Regions from separate parts of the Mus musculus genome. Here region 2 is linked to region 1. The links are chromatin contacts, called in public promoter capture Hi-C maps. All regions are on one chromosome and are shown on one strand. The core of a region is the stretch at or near the end of the contact, and the rest is flanking DNA. Distances in the headings are between cores, read along the strand shown.

Region 1 (4,413 bases), core at 875-3,374:
TTCTTTTGTCTTCAATAAACTTTGTTCCCTTGCTTGGTCATACACACACACACACACACACACACACACACACACACACACACACACACACACCCAAAGATATGAAATTAGGAGGAAGGAGGAAGATTTCTTGGGAAGAATGCCTTCTCAGATGATTTTGGGGGGGGGGGGGATAAGAGAAGGTAATGGGAGGGGGAAATGAACAAAATATACTATATACATGTAGAAAGTAGTCAAAGGATTAAAAAATATTTTTAAGTTGCTTTTTTAAAAGGGAGAGGGCTGATAAAATAAGGCAGAGTGGTGCATACTTGAAATTCCAATACGAGTGACGTGGTAGCAGGAAGATCAGGAGTCCAAGGCCATCCTCACTACATAGCTAGCTGGAAAGCAATCTGTCTCAAGAACACAGACAAACAACAATGGGAAGTGTCCTACAGTGCCACCTGGGAACTGCTAGCGAGAATGTAAATGAGTTAGGTTCTTTGGAAAACAGTTTGGGAGCTCCATAAAAAGTTCCATAAACAGGTGTGGTGCCATCAATATAGATAGCATACCCATATAGGCAAAATCCACGTGGTATGGTGTCACGGAGATAGCATACCTACAACAGGCAAAATAGACAGAAAGTAGATGGGGCTGGGGAGAGGAAATACAGTTAGTGACAACTAAGAATAGAAGTGTTACATAGGGAAAGCTAACTAAAATTAGACATTTGTGGTAGTCTCAGAACCTTGTGAAAATACTAAAGCCACTGAACTGTACATTCTAAAAGGGTGAATTTCCTGATATATGAATTCTGTCTTAATTTAAATGTTTTAGCATAAAATTAAAGGGGGGGAACTAAAACTAGGGGGGAAGCCTGATGGGTGGCTTTCAAATTTTAAGTCTATCAACATAGACTAATTTTTACTTTAAGATTAAGTATATTCATGTGTAACTAAGAAAAATAAAATAGAAATAAAATGCCCTTTTTTGGTGTTTTGTTGATTCATTTGGGGTTTCTGTTTCATTCTGCTGAGATGGGGGTCTCATGTTGCAGCCCAGCTCAGCCTGGAACTCATGATGTAGCCCAAACTTGTCTCAAACTCAGAGCAGTTTTCCAAGGGCTCAACCCTGCAAGTGCTGAGATCACAGGCGTGCCCCTGTTTCGGTTTTTTGAAACAGGGGTATCACTGTGAACCTCAGATTGGCCTTGAACTCCCAGTCTTCCTGCCTCTGCCTCCTTAGTGCTGGGACTACGGGTGAGCCCGGCACACTCACTTAAATGATTTCTCCTAACTAAGAATTTGCTGGGTGTTCTGTAGCAACCTTCACCAATCCTCCCAACAATTCCTCCGGGGAGGCCATTGTTTTAGCCATTTTACAGAGGTAAAACTCAAGGGCTCAAAGATACTGAGTCCATTCCATTACTGCAGAGTTACCGAGCGTTTTATGAGAAGGCATGGCCAGGAGGCAGGCTAGGCTATCACACTGATGGGAGAACCCAAGGGTGCCGGAGTGTGGAGCATTAACCTCATCTTTACTCTGACATGTCCTAGAGCACTGACTGCAGGGAAGGGGATGACAGTGGACTCTGGAAAGACACTCCCAGCATCTATCTGAACCTGTGATAAGAGACAATCCCAACTAGAACAGGCATGAAAGTAACCGAAATCAAACCCTTTTCCAATTTTCTTCTTGTGGGCTAAAACACCACTTCTTCAGTAATTCTTTGACGTCTCTCATTTCTCGAGATATCCAAAAAACACCCCCTCCCATACCCACCCGGCCACCTTTTCTCTCTTATTAGAAGTCCGTCCTGAAACAGAAGGAGGAATGTGAGGTGGAGCCTTCTAAATTGGAACACATTTATGAGCCCAGATCTGCCTCTGCCTTGGGAGTGGGACTTTATTGAAAGACAAGCCAAGAACCACTGGACCACCTGAGCCCCATAGGATGGAACCTGCTATTAACATCTAAACAGATACTCCTGTCCAAACTAAGGGGCGAAGGGCTTGGAAAGTAGAAAATGCTAGGTCTGAGCAAAGCGAGAGGAGAGAACAAGGCCAGCAACACACAGAGCTCTGTGTATTCAGAGGGAAGTTGGCAGGGTTGTGCTCGGGCAGAGAAACTCCGAGTGGTACAAAGGGACGTGCCCGGAGTGGAGAAATCATGCTAATTGTCTGCACCAGAGCTGGAGAACGCCACCCAAAATGAAGAGAGAAAGGGGAGCCCTGTCAAGAGCCTCCAGGGCTCTGCGCCTCTCTCCTTTTGTCTACCTGCTTCTCATCCAGCCAGGTAAGAGATCAGAGGGTCTAGAGAAAAGAACTGGGGGGCATTTGACAGAGGGAAGGGGAGAGCAGAGCCTGATACCTTCGGGGCTGGAGGAGGGGAGAGCGCTCAGTGGCCGTGGGAAGCATCTCAGTGAATTCAGGAGTCAATGTTGAATATATCTGTTCATTCCCTGTGCTTCCCGCCTGGCCCCCGGCCCCCTCCCCGAAAGGCTGCATGACTTTGGAGCGCCCACGGCATTCAGTACATTAGCTGGAAAGGCATCATGCCACTTCTTATGGGATGACTTGCTGGCGTGGGCCAGACCAGCATTCTTTTTAAGGGCTTATGTGAGCTCTTGGTGGGAGAAGGGGGAGGGGAAATCTTGGTTTTGCACCTCCCAAACCTCTACTGTGGCTTCTCTGAGTGTCAAACATCGTGAAAGATGAAAGAAACTTTGTAGATAATGAGCCTCCTGGTTTAGGATAGCAGTCAGTCCTAGTCATAATTTACTCCAAGCCATAGACACCTACCTCTTGTAGCGCCCCCTAGTAACACTATAGAGAACTGGTCTTATTTTAAGTACTGTAGATATTTATATGTTCATACACACAATTACAGGGAACCTAGAAATGCACATCTTAATGTGGCAAGCGGATACATAGATCATTTTAACAAAAAGCAGGAATCAGAAAAAAAAAAAAAAGTCACCTGCCTCCATCCAGGAAGCTGGGGCTGGTGGGGCAGGATGCTGGGGCTGGTGGGGCAGGATGCTGGTGGGCGTTGAGACCCAGGGAATGTTTCCTTATAGAAAGTATGCACTGAATCTCAGAAGACGGGGAAAATAGGTAGGAGCGTGAGCGAGATTATTGTTGGGACAAAGGTCAAGAGCTTGAAATAGTATCGTGTGTTTAGGCGGAGCCCAGAAGTTCAGCATTGCTTAGGGAAAAGTGTGAACTGAGTTCAGTAGAAGCCTTGTAAACCTTTCTCAGAAAATGAGACTGAGTCTATAAATGGTCGATGGGGACGCTGCATGATCTTTGATTTGGGAACTGGCAGGGTGAGTTTTACTTTTTAGATCTCTTGGTCTTCAGTGAGGCACTGAAGGAGAAACAAGGCAAAATAGATGAGGATGGAGGCCGATTTCATTCCTCTGAGCCCATGAAACAAAATAACACAGACTAGGCGGCTTAGGTAGCAGAAAGTTGGTGTCTTGCAGTTCTGAAAAGCAGACCTTAGAGATCAAAGTACCGACATGCCACACTCCCTCTGAGAGCACTAAGGACAGATCTGTCCCAGGCTTCTTTGGCTTGTGGCAGCAAAATTCCAGCCTTCAGGTGGCGTTTTCCTGTTTGCGTGTCAGTGTTCGAATGTCCCAGTCTTACAAGGACTTGTGCGGAAGTGGATCCACCCTACTACAGTATGACCTCATCTTAATTCCTTGTCTCTGAAAAGACCCCACTGCCAAAAGAAATCGGATTGTGAGGTGCAGGGCTTGGGGTGGAGATTAGGAGGACTTCAGCATGTGAGTTTGAGGAGATGTAGGTTAGCCCACATCAAAGCTATTTTTTAATTATAAACTATGCCAATAAGATGTTAGTTATGAGGCAGGCATGGTGGTGTATGCTTGTAATCTCAGCACTTGAGAGAGGTATGAGGATCAGGGGCCGAAGGCCGTCTTTGACTATACAGTGAGTTTGAGTACAGCCTGGGCTACATAAGATCCTTTCCAAAACAAACAATGTTAGCTATAACCTATGAGAGCTAAATGTTGGGCCATAGACTATTGTACTGTTATTGTATCAAGCCATAAAAGTACAAATTCTGAAAGAGGTCTCTGCCATCTTTACAGTTTTATTTTGGAAAATTCGAGCTCCTGGAACAGACAAACTCCAACATTTAAGTTTTTGTTATTAATTATGTGTCAGTGGAATGAAGTGGTAGTGGGAAACAAGGGGTGGTACTGCATAGAGCCCTCAAGCAAGACGCTTAGCTCATGGGATTCTGTCTATTTCAGTGTGTGTCCATGGACAACTGTGGGGTTTGCCTCTATTTATTCCAGATAGAGAACTTGTTTGTTTGTTTGTTTGTTTGTTTGAGATAGGGTCTTCTTACTATAGTTCTGGCTGGCCTGGAAGGTGCTATTTAGACCAGAGTGGC
Region 2 (4,413 bases), core at 713-3,212, 140 kb before region 1:
TCGGTGCTATGTGGCCACCCCTGTATACCTGTTAATCTTTGAGGTTTTTGGCTCATGCACGTGCACATGCCTGGTGGATATGTATGCATGTGGAGGCCATAAGTTAACCTCAGGTGTCATTGTCAGATGCCATCCATCTTGATTTTTGTTTGTCTTAGGTAAATTCTCACTGTCTGGAGCTTACTATCTTCCTGTTTCTGCCTCTCGAGTGCTGGACAATTAACTTGCCCCCATACTTTTCTTCTTCGAGCGTGTTCTGGGAGTCAAACTCGGGTCCTCATGCTTACCCGGCAAGCATTTTACCCACTGAGCCAGCTTCCCAGCACTGGGAGCTCCAGTTTTTCTATGCTTCTGACTGTAAGTCGGTCATGCCTGTTTTGCACTAATGATGCGTATGAGTTTGCTATTGCTGCTGTAAAACATTACAAACTTCACATGGCTTAGAACAATGCACATGTATTATCTTACTGTCTCACAGGGCTAAGGACAATACTGTAGGAGAGATTCTAGGGGAGGACCTATTTGCATTCTTTAGCTTCTAGAAGTCCCTCACATTCCAGGGTTGATGAGCCCTTTCTGCATTCAGAAATCAGCAATGTAACATCTTCCACTGTTTTCCACCCCTGCCTCACTGTCATTCATGAGAGCCTTGTAGTTATCCTGGGCTCAGTTGACAACCCATCTCAAGAAGTCTCGTTTATCATGTAGCACAATATATTTATGGGATCTAAGAATTAGGGTGTAGACAGTCTGGGGGGGGGGAGGCATTACACCTTCTACAGGATATAGGGTTCCATTTCTTAGCTGTAAGGATGGCCTCCTTCCACCCCCAAACCTCCCTTATTCCCATAGCCTCGTGGACAAGGTCGGTTGCTTTGTCTAGGTCTCATGGCTCCCTGCAGCGGCCCTCCCCACCCTCTGTCTGGTCCCATGTTTAGGTCCTTCCTCACTCCTTCAGTGAAGCCTTAAAATTCTCAGCTCTACAAGAGGCTCTTTCCCTTCCAGCTACTTCCCACCTGCCACTCCTCATACACACTAGCCCAGCCTCCCAGTGGGTCTCTAAAGGAGAAACACAAAGAGTTATTGCCTTTTAATTACACGTGCTATTGTAGCATCTATAAGGAAGAACATTTTAAGCTTAATTGAGACCAAATGTGAAGTTAAATTAAATGAATAACTAATTAAGGTAATGTTCCTGCATTAGCCCCGTGTGAGTGCAGAGGCCTGAGAGAAGACAGGTACCAGGCCTCTAGTGAACAAACTGTGCGCAGAGCTGGCGTGTTGGGGGGATGAGGAGGGTGCAGAGAACCTGGCCTGGCAAGCGAGTGCAGAACGGTCCATGGGGGTGGTGATCCTCAGCCTTTGGGGTTTTCTCCAACCCTCTTCTTACACCTCCAGCCTAAGCCTTCATTTTTGAAGCCTGGCTCTGGGCTCTCACAAATCTTTTGAAGCTTTCTAATGACTCTCTTGCCTGCCTGGAGTGCATGTGTGCGTGTGTCCATGCTCTGGTCCTTATCCCAGCATAGGACAGCATGACAAGATTTATATTAGCTTCTTCTGTCTTCTGCTTCTCACTGCCTTTTCATATTGATCATCCAAGGCCCTTGGATTCTTCCTTCAAATACTGTCACACGTGAAGCCACCAGGATCGCCCCTACTGGCCCTGCCCACCAGTCCTGTCGCATCAGGTCTGAACTAATGAATGATGTAGCCCTCAACTGAGGTCATTGCTTTGTAGCTTGTGTTGTTTCTATTTTCATAGTCTGTCTTCTCTGCAAAGGAGACAAGAGCAGCAAGTGTGACTAACACTTATCTCCCTTCACACCAGTCCCATGCCTTGAGCAATGTTATTCCCCTGTGTAGATGAGGAGACAGGAAGAATGTGGTAAGTAATGAGGCTGAGATAGAGAAGACCTCCTAGAACCACTCCTCCCACACTGATCTCTCAAGAGGCTGTGTCAGGAAAGCAGAGTCTTCCTTCTCTGCAGAGGAAGGAATAGCAACCCTGCCTGCCCTGGACTCTACTACGGGATGCTATCACCATCTAGTGGCCTACAGAAGTAACACAGCTTTGCCTTAAAGTCTGTCCTTTCCACATAAGGTCAGTCTTTCTGGTCTTGAGGGATTTGTGAACACTGAGCAGACTACCATGTGCCAGCCCCTGCCCTGTACCAGGTCCTGAGGATAAGATGTGCCTGACTGACTGCTTCCTGCAGGACTAAAGTGAGAACCAGGCAAGTGAGCTTTATATTTTATTGCTGAGGCCAGTGTATCTAGCTAACACACTGACTGACACAACATCCTAGTAAATGCAATGGATGTATCTTGTATGGGGGTCTAGGCTCCTGCTGGATTGCACAGTGTTATCAATGTCATGAGCAATGCCCTCTGGGAAAGACAGCTGTCGCAGCCCCAGAACACCAATCTTTGTTGTTCATGTGACAATGCTTTACTGCCCCTCACGAGCCCCATGGCTGCTGCTATGCCAGGCCCTACCAAGGATAAGCAGTGGCACAGTTGGCAAAGGAAATCTGTATTGGTGCTGATGGGCAGCTTAGAGGTCAGGCGGAAATGCCAGGAGTCAGCCTGGCATGTCGTGAACCAGGACTCAAGAGCGGAAGGAAGGGGCATCAGAACACCAGGCAGAGGGTGGCTGCAAGGTGTCTCCTAGCAACTGCTCAGTAGCAGTTACGCAGATGTTTCCAGTGGTATCTTCATTTCTTGCTAAACTTGGCACCTATGTTCAGGGTTAAGTTCTTCCCATAGCCACTTCCTGTTTGTTCTTAAAGGACAGCTGTCATGACTTGAGCACCCAGTGCTTAATTCACACTGGCATTTGCAGTTGTATACAACACCTTAGTCTTCACCAAACTGACCCTGATGTCTTCATCCACTGAGGCATCTTAAGAGTGAGGCAAGGAAGGTACTGGGCTCTGAGGGTGGACACGGTCAAGAGCCCGAGAGCAAGTTCCCCTACATTTAGTACTTATGACAGCTCCCGTACCCCATCCAAGCCTTGACTCTGCAAAGGCAGCACTAATGCTTCAAAGTGGCTGAGTTATCAACAGGATCGAGTGGAGGATAGATCAACAGGGTCCTACTTGGAGAAATACAGAAAGAATAGTTCATAGACAGAGACAGACACAGAGACAGAAACAGAGAGAGAGAGAGGCCCAGCACCTTTGAAACAAGGTGAAATCCCTCATAGGTACAGGATAATTACAGAGGTTTATAATTTAACATGGGAAGGAGAGATGCACCTTTTCCAGGCCTTGGAATCCAAACAAGCAAGAGTCTGAACCTGTCCTTCCTTTCTGCTTTCAGCCCATTCCTTCTGATTGCAGTTCCCAGAGCTCAGGCCTTGAAGTCTGCCATGTTCCCATGCTTGGTGCTCAGCAGCCCCTTCCCATAGAGTTTTCTGTACCCTTCCTTAGTGGCAATGTAGCTTGGGGCTAGACCAGTTAGATCAGGAGGCTTTGCCTCTCCCTGTGATGGAAGCTTCCATTCTCTTGCTCATAAGTTGGGTACCCAGCAGGGGTGGCCCATGTTGCTCTTCCAATTGAGGCCTCAAATTTGTTTGTACCTGCATGAACAGAGGGTGGGATGGAAGAGAAAGTAAGCCACAACTTAATAAGCTTCTGCCTTTCATGTCTACTGTTCGTAATTAGGGTTCCCCTTTACTTGTTGGGCAGGCACTAACAAGCCAGAATAATATGGGAAACAAAGTGTTTCTGCCACATTTGGCCACTTCACAAAAAGCATCACTCCCTATCTCATTCTCTCTGTGCCTCAGACCAACCCTGACAGGCATTTGAGGAAAACACCCCCATTATGTTCAATGATGCAGAGCCTGAGGAGTCTGCCAAGGTCTTAGATAGAGGTGAGTGTACAGAGAAACCAAGAACCTCAGGGACTTCAGGTTCTCAGCCTAGAGCTCTCCTTGTCCCAGCCATTTCTTAATGGGCCTGCCAGGAAGAACCAGCCTGGGAGAGCTGCAGTGCCCAGAAAGACAAGCTACCTCCACAAACCTGGGTTCCGCTTTAGGTTCTGCCAGGACTGGCTCCTCACTTCAAATGAGAATACCTGCCTCTCAAGGAGGCTAAGAGGTGAGCCACAGGGAGGTGAGCCTGGCCTCCACTCCAGATCACTACATACTTTTCTCCCTTTCTGCTTTTCTTTCTCTTCCTGGCTCCCTTCAAGCCTAGCCCAGAGAATGTAGGTGAACAGAGAAAACTCATGCTGTCCAGTCCCCTGCTCCCGTCCTCCAGAGCAGGGCAGGGCGGGGCGGGGCAGACCCTGTGAATGCCTGCACATGCACCCCTGCTTCCTGCTTCCCTGCCTGTGTGACGCTTCTTAAAGTGCAAGCGCTTCCCCAGACCGTGTGGGCTACCATGACCCCAGGAGATGGTTCTT

What was found. Promoter capture Hi-C pulls out the DNA fragments that hold promoters and counts their contacts.
Region 2: a promoter capture Hi-C map of pre-B cells shows a contact between it and region 1. The contact joins the enhancer-like site here to the promoter of Hepacam in region 1. A contact is called at or near these places in 2 of 39 promoter capture datasets (the HPC-7 cell line and pre-B cells), 2 of 115 datasets of contacts at active chromatin or transcription factors (double positive thymocytes and embryonic stem cells) and 3 of 9 other capture datasets (adipose tissue, liver and pancreatic islet).

The regions. Positions count from the first base shown.
Region 1 is chr9:37,365,482-37,369,894 of GRCm38.p6, forward strand. It overlaps Hepacam (hepatocyte cell adhesion molecule), which reads left to right and starts at 2,125. Exons shown (of 7, transcript NM_175189.4): 1 at 2,125-2,280. The coding sequence starts at 2,196.
Region 2 is chr9:37,228,074-37,232,486 of GRCm38.p6, forward strand. Slc37a2 (solute carrier family 37 (glycerol-3-phosphate transporter), member 2) reads right to left here. Exons shown (of 19, transcript NM_001145960.1): 19 at 1,076-3,583. Among named protein-coding and RNA genes, the nearest start is that of Tmem218, 22 kb to the left of the region's middle. Within about 2 kb of position 1,963, at least 137 of the 459 cell types and tissues checked have an H3K27ac peak or open chromatin away from gene starts, as enhancers often do. A contact at or near this core is called in adipose tissue, double positive thymocytes and pre-B cells, where this site is marked.